3 separate regions of the Mus musculus genome follow, and all the other regions are linked to region 2. Evidence: chromatin contacts called from public HiChIP or PLAC-seq and promoter capture Hi-C data. All regions are on one chromosome and are shown on one strand. Each heading gives the region's core, a stretch centred on a gene start, on an enhancer-like site or on the middle of the called end of the contact. The rest is flanking DNA. Distances are from core to core; before and after follow the strand shown. Region 1 holds the start of Wnt5b (wingless-type MMTV integration site family, member 5B). Region 2 overlaps Wnk1 (WNK lysine deficient protein kinase 1). Region 3 overlaps Wnt5b (wingless-type MMTV integration site family, member 5B).

Evidence for each region. Promoter capture Hi-C pulls out the DNA fragments that hold promoters and counts their contacts. HiChIP or PLAC-seq counts read pairs in DNA pulled down with a chosen protein or histone mark.
Region 1: a contact with region 2 is called in a promoter capture Hi-C map of liver, with 4 times the contacts expected there. The contact joins the promoter of Wnt5b here to the enhancer-like site in region 2. A contact is called at or near these places in 9 of 39 promoter capture datasets (the 3T3-L1 cell line, the C10 cell line, cranial neural crest and 4 more), 2 of 115 datasets of contacts at active chromatin or transcription factors (the 230-238 cell line and large pre-B cells) and 4 of 9 other capture datasets (adipose tissue, embryonic stem cells, liver and 1 more).
Region 3: an H3K27ac HiChIP or PLAC-seq map of large pre-B cells shows a contact between it and region 2, with 6 times the contacts expected there. The contact joins two enhancer-like sites. A contact is called at or near these places in 1 of 115 datasets of contacts at active chromatin or transcription factors (large pre-B cells) and 2 of 9 other capture datasets (adipose tissue and embryonic stem cells).

Annotation. Positions count from the first base shown.
Region 1 is chr6:119,541,984-119,545,799 of GRCm38.p6, reverse strand. It overlaps Wnt5b (wingless-type MMTV integration site family, member 5B), which reads left to right and starts at 1,453. Exons shown (of 5, transcript NM_009525.3): 1 at 1,453-1,819. It overlaps Gm52875, which reads right to left. Exons shown (of 2, transcript XM_030255703.1): 2 at 1,453-2,553. The coding sequence starts at 2,252. The coding sequence ends at 1,536.
Region 2 is chr6:119,943,383-119,947,144 of GRCm38.p6, reverse strand. Wnk1 (WNK lysine deficient protein kinase 1) reads left to right here. Exons shown (of 28, transcript NM_001199084.1): 20 at 825-908; 21 at 2,361-2,444; 22 at 3,279-3,339. Among named protein-coding and RNA genes, the nearest start is that of Rad52, 43 kb to the right of the region's middle. Within about 2 kb of position 1,679, at least 2 of the 459 cell types and tissues checked have an H3K27ac peak or open chromatin away from gene starts, as enhancers often do.
Region 3 is chr6:119,441,979-119,445,552 of GRCm38.p6, reverse strand. The region is part of intron 3 of Wnt5b (wingless-type MMTV integration site family, member 5B); the gene reads left to right. Among named protein-coding and RNA genes, the nearest start is that of Gm40397, 24 kb to the left of the region's middle. Within about 2 kb of position 1,857, at least 61 of the 459 cell types and tissues checked have an H3K27ac peak or open chromatin away from gene starts, as enhancers often do.

The DNA.
Region 1 (3,816 bases), core at 204-2,703, 400 kb after region 2:
AGGGAAGGAGGGATGTGCTGGCTGCTGGCTGAGTTGCTTCTCTCACGCTGTCAGCGAGGGGCAGGCAGAGCAAAATGACCCTGGGCGAGCATGAGCATTCTAGGGGTCCACCTCCCCACATCCTGTTTCTCTAGACTTTAAACTTCCGGATGGTGAGAGCTCACGGATTGAACCCCAGGCAGCATTCAGGTTTTGTTCCCAGGTGGCCTTCTGGAGTGATTACAACCTCCAGGTTTTCCCTGAAACTTCCACAAAGCCAGAAGCCCAGAACGAATGATTCACTAGAGGGAAATACTGGAGCCAATTATAAACTGACAAAGCCAACTCAGAGATTTTGTGCTTGTTTTAGATGGCTCTCCCCTTGTCCCATGTGTCCCCAAGGATAAAGCCCTTGAACTGGACTCCCTGAGAGGGCAGGGTCCTATAATTATCATAAGGCATTGATTTACTGGCTGGACCAGATCTTGTAAACCACGCTCACTTCCAAGTGAGAAAAGTCCCGGAGTACCTGGGCTGCTGCCACCCCAATTCCAAGAGCCTTTCTTTCCAATTAAGGGATCATTTGATGAAAATATCCCTTAACTCTTCCTATTGTGACCCCTGAGAACAACAGCTCCTTACACCTCCTCAGTGTGATGAGTTCCTTGTCTTTTTAATGCCCAGAAGGGGGATTCTGTCCCCTTCTTTGGTTTCTAGGTCAAAAGTACAGTGTCTTTGATTATTACTGCTGGTTCCTTCCCCTCACCGAACTGAATTTCGAGGGAATTTCTTTAGCAGGGTGACAAACTCACAACCTGCAGAATGGATTCAGATCATGTGCTCGTGGTGGGCACCATGTAACCAGGATCTGGAACAGGGTTCTGCCACCAGCTGGAGGCCTGGACTCCCCAAAGCCTCTTCTAATTCCTTTCACCTTTTCCGGTTCCTTGGGCAGCTCACTGTGGTGTTCTGTGAGGAAACAGACTAACAGACTATAGGAACCGCCATAAAAGTGTTTAAATTCTGCCCTGAGCTAAGGCCAAACACTGGCCTCTAGTGACCTTTGCAGGCTACTAACGGTAGGGTCCTTTTATGTGCCTCATGTTTATCCGGAGACTAACTGGGCCCTAAGTCCTGACAGAAGCCTTTCCCGCTAGAACAATCCAGGCATCAGAGTCCCAGTCTGAGACCTGCCTGTGTGGGTCCGGACCGGGGTTTGCAGAGTGGAAATAGCTCCCGGGTCGCTTCGCAGCTCCGGACTCCAAAGGGTGTCACCAAAAGGTGAGTCACGCGTCCGCGCTCCACGTCCACGCGCGGTTGCAGTGCTCTGTCCCCGCAGAGTCTGCGGGACAGTGGGCGCGGAGGGGCGCGGAAGGCAGGTGCGGGGGCCGGTCCGGCTCCGGGGAGGAGCCCTCCGGAGCTGGGCGTCGCGCGCGGCCGCGGGCTGCGGGGGGCGGGGAGGCGGCGCGGGGCGGGGCGGGGCGCAGGCGGCGGAGCCCCGGGATCGCGCGCCCCGCGCCGGCGCTGCACTCGAGCCGTGGCCGCCAACGGTGCCGCTAAGTCGGGGCCGAAACTTCTCGGGGTCCCGCGCTCCAGGCCGGTGGCGCTAGCGGCGCCTGAAGGGACGGTGGGGACAACGCGTCTCCCCGGACCCCGAGACCGCGCAGCCTGCGGCCGAGTCGGAGCTCCGGGCGCCCAGCGCCCATCAGGGCGGACCGGGCACTCCGGGCGGGCAGGCTCCGGCCGCGGATGAGGAGTGCGGGGCGGCTGCGCGAGCGGCCCGCGCGCTGAGCCGAGGCTGCCCCGTCCCGTGGACGACCCGACGCCGCAGCCCCCGCAGGTAAGCTCGGGAGTCGGCCCCGCGCCGGCCGAGGGCGCTGTGTGGCCAGGTGGCGGGAAAGGGGCGCGCGGCGACGGGCTCCGCGGGCCGTTGCGAACAAAGCTGGGGCCGCGCGCGGGTGCCTGGCGCGGGCAGGTGGGGCGCGAGCGTCCAGGGGCTCTGCGCTCGTACGGCGCCTGGCCCGGAGCGGGACTGGCCCCCGGGGCGCTGCGCGTCGCCTCCGCGAAGCGGGGAACCCGGAGCTGCTCCGCTTTTCCTGGCTCGCCGGGGCCCAGCTGCAGTTTTGCGCGCGACGAACGGCGCGGAGTGTCTCCGACAGGTACTGCGAAGGGATGACTTTAGCCCAAGTTCCTGTCCCAGGCCACCGCGGGTCACACACTGGAGACGTGGTGCTGTCTGGTTCTCGACTGCTCCTCTGCATCTCTCTGTCCATCCTCGCGGGGCGCCTCAGAGGGTATCTGGCCCAACACTCTGGTCAGACCCAACTTTCTTGGGTATTTGCATCCTCACAAGTCATTGTTGAACACTGCTCACTTTGCTTCTAGAACGATCGGTTCTGTTTTGCAGGCAGAGAAACTGAAGTGGCTCAAGCCCAGGGTGAGTTGCACAGTGAATCGATGGAGGAGGAAACGTTTGTCCCCATAACCAAGGTCCCTTTTCAATGCTTTTGCACTGCCAGGCCACGTTGGCAAAGCTTTCAGCAGCTGCCACCTTGAGCAGTTTCAGCCTGGTACCTGGAAGAAAAAAAGACCCAGGGTCAAGTTAGCAGTCTCCTCAACTACTCAGGCCACCTCAGAGAAAGGCTCCCATTTGCCAGAACTTTGGTGTTCTGGCTGTCAATATAGGAACAGAGATAGCAAGCAAGCAGGGGCTCACTCCTTGCCAGAGATCAGCACTTAGGCAGGTCCATGTGGACATATTAGGGTTTCTCTTTTGTGACTGGCCAGACAGCACAGGCCCGAGTAGTAGGTACACTCCCAGAAAGCTGGACCATCTTCCCCTGAGCCACTGTTCCTGCGTGGATTCATTCCGGAGGAGAGCCTGCCTATTTATCAAAGATGAGGCCCTGATCTCAGGCCCAGGCTGGAGATGGCCCTGATCTCAGGTCCAGCAGCCACAGGCCTGACCTAGTAAAAACCCCACCTTGGTGCAAGGCTGGGTGGGGAAGGCTGCAGGATGGTTTCCTTTTATTTCAAAATAGTATCACATCTCTCTTTGACACATGATTGGTAGCTATAACTAGCAAGGAGGAGGGGCAAAAAACAATGCCCAGAGACACTGGGGGCCAGTGTCCTGAGGAGGAAGGCAGCGTTGTGTCTTCATAAGATGTTGAAGGGCAGGTGCCCAAGAAGGGAATTGTACGGGAAGCCAGGGCTCCTAACCAACAAGCGCAGGTGGCAGACACCATGAGCGGCTGTGACAGACATCGTCTTTGAGCTTTTTGTTGTTGTTTCACATCGTTTCCTAGTGTGATCACTCTGTAGACCAGACTAACCTCAAACTCAGAGATCCGCCTGCCTCTGCCTCCCGAGTGCTGGGATTAGAGTGCGCCACCACACCCAACCCTCTTTACCTTTGTTGCCCCTCCACGCTTCTTTCCTTAAAGACTGCGGGAGGACCTGTGACACAGTGGACACAGTGTGGCGATCTCCTTGCCAAAGGAGCTCATCCAGGCTTGGAAGAGCTGGCCCGTTCCCATCTGTGGAACTCCTGCTTTCCTAGGCTTCTATACTCTGAGTATTTAGGTGTGTGAGAGATGGTGTTTTCTTAAGGTGTCTTGAACCTCCTACCTCTACAGTCCGGATGTAATTGTGCCACCTTGCAGAGCATCTTATTGGTCGGAAATGATCCTTTCCTTAGTTTTCTGTCTAGAAAGCATAAAAGTTTAAGGGTCAGGCTAGAATGTAGCTCAGTGGTTGGAGTGTGTGGTTACTGTGTGTTTCAGGCCCTGGGTGCCATCCCAGGTGTGTAGGCAGGGGCGCGCACACACATTGCGC
Region 2 (3,762 bases), core at 430-2,929:
GCAGTTAACTTCTAGAGGTCCTGAGTTCGATTCCTAGAACCACGTGTTGGCTCATAGCCATCTGTAATGGGGTCTGATGCCCTCTTCTGGTGTGTCTGAAGAGAGTGACAGTGTACTCGTAAACAATAAATAAAGTTGGAAGTTGATAAAAGTGATTGAAAATGAAAGAGGAAATAATAGCATTCTAGAAATCCAATAAACAGAAACTATTTAATTGTGCTGTTGCAGATGTCCTCTCATTCTGATATCTTCATCCTCTTTCTGTGCCAATAGAATAATATAATTTTATGCCTTTGTTATCAGTCATGACCTTTGTTTATTTCTAAATCTGCTTGTTTTCTTTGAAATGTCTTATTTATCTCATATGAGCAACTTCAAAAATTTGTTGGTGGCTCTTTTTTTGGCACTTGATGCCTGGTGCCCAACAAAGTCAGAAAAGGGCATCAAATCCCCTAGAACTGGAGTTTTGAGCCACAATGTTGATTCTGGGAACAAAACTTGGGTTCTCTATAAGAGCAGCTAGTGCTCTTAACTGCTGAGCTGTCTCTTCAGCCCCTAACTGTACTCTTATCTGTCTACTTAAAAATTTTGTTCTTTTTGTTTCCCTTCTCATTGCATTTTATCATTTGTTTCATAGTTGTTTGATTGTAACTGTCATACTAGTGTCTTTGGTATGTTGTCCTTTAAAACAGACTGAAAAGTGTAATTTAAATGCTATAAGTAGACACATTTTAGTATCGTTCTGCTTTTAAATTAATTTTTTCTTAGTATATATTTTTTACCAATGGTAGCTCATAGACTTGAATTTTCCTTCATTATTATAGGTGCCACCAGTGGGTACTGAACTTTCAGCCGGTACTGTACCCTGTGAGCAGCTGCCACCTTTTCCTGGACCTTCTCTAATTCAGGTGCCAGTAACTTAATAAATTATTTTCTTCACCAGAAAAGCCCCTGCTTTTCTTCACCAAATTTGTGTAAATTCTCCATTGTGTTATTTATCTTGGCTTCTAGATCATTCTGGCTATGAATTAGTAATAACATTCTTGTAAACTTTTCTTGGCAGGCCTGGCATGGTGGCACTTGCCTTTAATCCCAACGTTTAAGGTGGTGTGTTAGTTTCAGGCCATCCAGGGCTACATAGTAAGACCCTGCCTCAAACAAAGAAGTTAATAATAAACTGTATCTGGCTATACTAGTCAGATGGTGAGCTCTGGATTAAAATGAGACACCCTGCCTCTATATAAGGTAGAAAGCAATCAAAGAAGACACTCAAGCTTCTACACACACAGTGTATATAAGTGTGGCCCACCACAGCACCACAGACACACAAATAAAATGAAACTTAAAAAGAGAAAAAAAAAAGTAAAGCTGAGCTTCTAAGCCATTGTAGAAATAAAAGTTGTACATATTTCACTCTTTGTTCCTGAATCAGAAAAAAAACGACCCATAAGTCTGCATTCTTGAAATCTTTAGAACCCCCTCCCCCGAGGAAGAAGAAGAACATCAAGAGTTCTTCCTCACTCTTCCTTAAAACTCTGTTCACTATGTTTTAAGAAAGAAAGGAACCCATGAACCAGGCCTTGTAGAAAAATAATTTTACCACTTGGGTAGGTCAAGAAAAAGAATGTAGGTATGAGAACAGCTGGCCATTCCCAGAGGGAGAAGAGAGGAAACCACATGGTAACTGGTACAGCTTTCCTCTGGTGTTTACCATTTTTTTTCACTAGTGAAATGGTTGAAGTACGGCATGGTCATACTTAACAATATTTAAGTTACTCTTTTTTCCTACTACCATTACCACTGCATTTAATTGCATTCTCATCAAGAAAGCAGTTCTGAGCCCATTGTAAACATGAAAAAAGTTCTGAAATGAAAACAACAAATAAATTTGAAATGATATTTGTAATTCTTTCTTAAATTATGTTTAAGAAAAGCATGACAGATTGCTTACATGAGAAGCCCGTTATGCATTTATCCCTACTTATTTGATCCTAATTTTCATTTGAACATGATAGGATAAGTAACATGCCACAAGTTAACATATGAATGTGGGTATATAATTTAACAATAGATTCTGATATACTTTCCAGAATGTATTTTCATAGAGAAACCAGTAAAGTCACTAACATTAAACATAGAAGATAGAATGATTCTGAAACTACAAAAGCATAAATGTACTTGGATTGTCCTAAGGATTGATAGACTGACAACTTGATAGATAATATTACTTCATTATACTGGTTTTATATTCAGTATTAGAACAAATGTGATTTAGAGCATAAAATGATGTAATCTGTATAATTAGCTATATATAGTGACACTGAAGGTGCTAAACAACTTACAGTACTGTTTTTGCTTAGTCCCAGCAACCACTAGAAGATCTTGATGCTCAGTTGAGAAGAACACTTAGTCCAGAGACTATTACAGTGGCACCTGCAGTTGGTGTAAGTTTTTAAATGGCGATCAAAAACAAACAAAAAGCCTCTTAAGATTGTCTTCTAGCATAAACTATCATCTAGGTGATTATTACCTTAATTCAGAGTCCTTGTCAGCAAAATGACACAGATTTAAAAGAGTAACTATGGAAAAAGATATCAGAGATGCTTGTTGTTTTATTTATTTTCCTCTCAGCAAATTATATTGTAGCTCAAGCTTACGATTTTGTGCTTTGGAAAAGGTTAATCCTCTATGACAATATTTTTATTAGAACTACGGTCCAGTCAGCTAGTGGACGCCTATCTCTGTGAGTTCAAGGTCAGCCTGGTCTACAGATAAAGTTTCAGGGCAGCCAAGGCTAAACAGAGAAACCTGCTTTAAAAAAAAAAAAATTCCCTAATAAGTATCTAAGCTAAACTATTTAAATATCTTGTGAGAGGCACTGAAAAGATGGCTTAACAAGTAAGTACATGTGCTGCTCTTGGAAAAGACCAGAGTTCAGTTCCTGGCACCCCAACTCTAGCAGCTCACAACTGCTTGTAATTCAACCTTCAGGGAATCAAATGCATTTTTCTAGCCTCTTCTGGCACCTGTATACATATACATGAATAAAAATAATTTTAAATTTTTTTGTGCTGAAAACTAACAGAATAGTAAAGAAGTTTTGTTTTGTTTTCCTAAAAGCTGCCTTTCTTTATCAAAACTTTAGGTTGTAAAAGAAAAAAGGAGAGGGAAAAAACCCCACTACATTTTTTGTCCATTTTACATAGATGAAAGGTAGCAAAAGTTGTCAGAATGATGAAAACTGAAGAGTCTGTGGTCTCTGTGTATGTGTTTTGCAGCCTTTGTCTACGATGTCTTCAACAACAGTTACAGAAGCAGGGACTCGGCTTCAAAAGGATGGTGAGATGCCTCCTTCTTCCTTTTGCTTTACTGAACCCAGATCTACCTGTAAATGATAATACAGTTTACTACTTAAAGGACACATTGTTGCACTTTTGACTTATATATAAGGATGTTTCATGACTGAAGAACATTGCTAAGTAATTTCTAAAGTAGGAAATATTAGTGGACTAATGAGTCTTGAATGATTATATTGGGGTGAAGAGTTACATGTAATAAGCATTGTGTTATTTTATAAAATTAGATCCATTGTTATTATTAAAAAACAATTTACAAGCCCAGGTGTGGTGGTGTGTCGCAGCAGAGGCAGGATAATTCTGAGTGGAAGACCAGACTGAGCAATATAACTAAAGCAAGCTTAGCTACATAGCTGTACACTGTCTCAAGCGGGGAAAAGGCTAGGAGTAGTCAGTTTACAGATAA
Region 3 (3,574 bases), core at 608-3,107, 500 kb after region 2:
GGGTAGGGGATGGGTAGAGATTTTGACGTATTCTATTAGGACCCTGACACACAGATCTTTCCCTAGGCTCAAACTGAAAAATGAAAACAAGGGGTGTCTGCTTTGAACCCTGCCATTGCCTTTGGGATCAGCCCTGGCTATGAAGAAGGCATGAGCCAGTGTTCCGGGATGCCCTGAGGGGCAGTTTCCCCAGAAAAGCTGACTTGGGGTTTGGTGGATTTACTTAGCAATTCTTCAGGGATTCTCTTCACACACATCCCTCTCCTTGGCACAGTACCTATCCTGCTTAAGCAGTTTTGAGTAAGACCATGAGACTGGTCCAGGTGGGGCATAGCATCCTTCTTGGCCTGTTTCCCGTTATTCAAGGAATGAATGCTGGACAGACAGGCTAGCAAGATGACTCTGTCTGAAAACTTGCTTGCCCTGCCAGCGTGAGGACCCAATTTGATCTCCAGCACCCACACAAAAGGCACGAAGACCTAAATTCAGTCCCCAGCACTCACATAGAGAGACGGTGCGGTGATGCATGCTTGTAATCCCAACATTGGAGACGCAGAGACAGGTTGGCAGCCCACCCAGCTAAATCTGCGAGCCCCAGGTCCTTGTCTCAGAAAATAAGGAGGGCAGCTTCTGAGGAACAGCACACAGTGGGGTGAGGCAGTGTGGTGGGGAGCTGTACTGGGTGAATTCAAGATTGCCAACACCTTCTTTTTATTGTCTCGGAATAAGACCCAGTAGAATAGGGACTGGTTTGTCAAGGACTTCTGACTTCCACTGAGGGAATGTACATGCATCCACATGCATTGCACACACCTGAACATGCACAGTGGGGGGTGGGTGGTAGATACTGCTGAGTCTGATTGCATAGTGGATGGCTTGTTCAGGGCAGGGCTATTGGTCCATCTGGTTTTCGCCACTCTTAGTTGTTGTTGTTGTGTTTGTTTCTCTTTGTTTATTGTTTTAAGACAGAGTCTCTCTACACAACCCTGCATGTCCTGGAGATTTCTCTGTAGACCAGGCTGGGCTTGAACTCACAGAGATCTGCCTACCTCAGCCTCTCTAGTACTGGGATTAAAGGCATGTATCACATGCCCTGACTCCCACTTCTTTTTCTATAGCTTCCCTGAAGCCTCTCTATGTCTGAGAAGCCATGTCCTGGGGTAGCTCCTGCTAGGATCCTGGTGTCAAAAGGGCTTCCTTCTTCTGAAAGCTGCAGCACAAGTCATCCACCAGCAGAGGGCAGCAGAGCAGCTCAGAAGAGCAGCCTGGCTTCCAAAGCCTCTGCCCAGTGCTATGGCTTGCTAGCTTCATATCTTTGAGATGGTTTGGTTTTTCCTTTCATGTGTGACTGTTTCACGTCCAGATACCCTCCAAACACCCAACGCACACACACACACACACACACACACACAGAGTTTATCTAACCTGCAGTGGGGAACTGGTCCTTGCAGGAGATTTCTATGCAAGAATCTCTTTACCCCCCCACCCCCCCCCCCCAAAAGAATCTCTTACCCAAGACCCACGTGCTGCCCTGTGCAGTTGGCGCTGCACCCTCAGAGTCTGGCCACGCCCCTCCAGCAGAGGCAGAGCTGGTCCAGTGTGCTGAAGGACACTTTCAGATCCCAAGTCACCGGAAGTCAGTGTGTGGCACCTGGTTTATTATATTTAGAGACGGGCACATGGTTTCAAAAGGTATTTGGGGAGGGCTGATTAACTCAGAAGCACATTTACTAAAGACGGGTGGAAGAAATAAGTCAGGCATATGCGAGTTGGGAACGGAACACGTAAAAGGCATGTTTCTTGTTTTCAAACACTGGAGAGCTGACAAATGGAAGGGGATTAGGCAGAGCTGCTCCAGCAGGCAGAAGTTAGTTACAAGGAGGCGTATTTTGGTTTCATGTGAGGAGGAACTTTCTAGTGATAGAATCGTGGGGGAAAGAGAGAGAATGAATGATGAATGAGCTGCCCTGAGAGGCCAGCGCTTTCCTGAGGAGCACTAGGAGCCGAATTGCGTGGAGAAGGGAAAGAGACCCAGTGCTGGGGGTCTGCGGCTCCACCCTGCTCCAGGTGGCATGTTGGGAGCTGAGAGCATTTCTGAAAGGCTTTATAGAAATGACTCACTTCTTTTGGTATAGCATTGGAAATGTAAATGAGCTAAATACCTAATAAAAAATGAAAAAAAAAAAAAAAAAAAGAAATGACTCCCTTAGAGTACGGCCCAGCCTGCTTCCTTAAGAGCATATAATGGGCTGCAGAGATGGCTCAGCGGTTAAGAGCAGTGACTGCTCTTCCAGGGGTCCTGAGTTCAAGTCCCAGCAACCACATGGTGGCTCGCAAACATCTGTAATGGGATTCAGTGCCCTCTTCTGGTGCGTCTGAAGACAGCTACAATGTACTCATAGTAAATAAATCAATAAATCAATAAATCAATAAATCTGAAGACAGCTACAATGTACTCATAATAAACAAACAAACAAACAAACAAATCTTTAAAAAGAAAAAAGGAAGAAAGAACACATAAAGCTCTTTCAGAGGACCCAATTTCAGTTCCCAGCTCCTACATTAGGCTGACCTTTAACTACCTATAACTCCAGCTCCAGGAGATCCAGCGCCCTCTTCTGGCCTCTGGAGGCACTGCACACACATGCATATTTCCCTAAAAAGACATAAATAAATATATAATTAAAAAAAAAAAGTCAGCCGGGCGTGGTGGTGCACGCCTTTAATCCCAGCACTAGGGAGGCAGAGGCAGGGGGATTTCTGAGTTCGAGGCCAGCCTGGTCTACAAAGTGAGCTCCAGGACAGCCAGGGCTATACAGAGAAACCCTGTCTCGAAAAAACAAAAAAACAAAACAAAAACAAAAACAAAAAACAATGAATGTGGGGATACTAAATAGTCCAAGAAGCTCTTTCAAAGCAAAATGACATTTTGTTTGTTTTGTTTTTTTTGTTTTTTCGAGACAGGGTTTCTCTGTATACTGTATAGCCCTGGCTGTCCTGGAGCTCACTTTGTAGACCAGGCTGGCCTCGAACTCAGAAATCCCCCTGCCTCTGCCTCCCTAGTGCTGGGATTAAAGGCGTGCGCCACCACGCCCGGCTCCCACATTCATTGTTACAGTCAGCACCAAGGCAAGGGTCAACCGTAGCAGCTAGATCACAGTGGAGCCTCCGACTACTAGTTAGAGGTTTCGTGGGCTGCTCCTGTTAACAAAAGACCAGAGTGGATTTGCTGTTAGTTGTGAAAAGCAGTGTGGTCTGATTTCTGACATCACTGTGTGGTGCCATGGTAATCAAGAAGTAGAGCTCACTCCAGTCCTTTCCTTTAAGACTCAGTTTATTGTTTACTTGTGTGTGTGTGTGTGTGTGTGTGTGCCTATTTATGTGTGTCCAGAAGCTAGAGGGAGTCATTGGATCGATCCTCTGGGGCTGGAGTCACGGGAGGTCGTGAGTCACCAGACACGGGTGCTGGGAAACAAACTCTAGCCTTCCCCAAGAGCAGCAAATACACTTAACTGTGGAGCCTCCCCCCCTACCCCACCCCCAGCCTTCAGACCTTGTAATTCTGTCTGTCCAT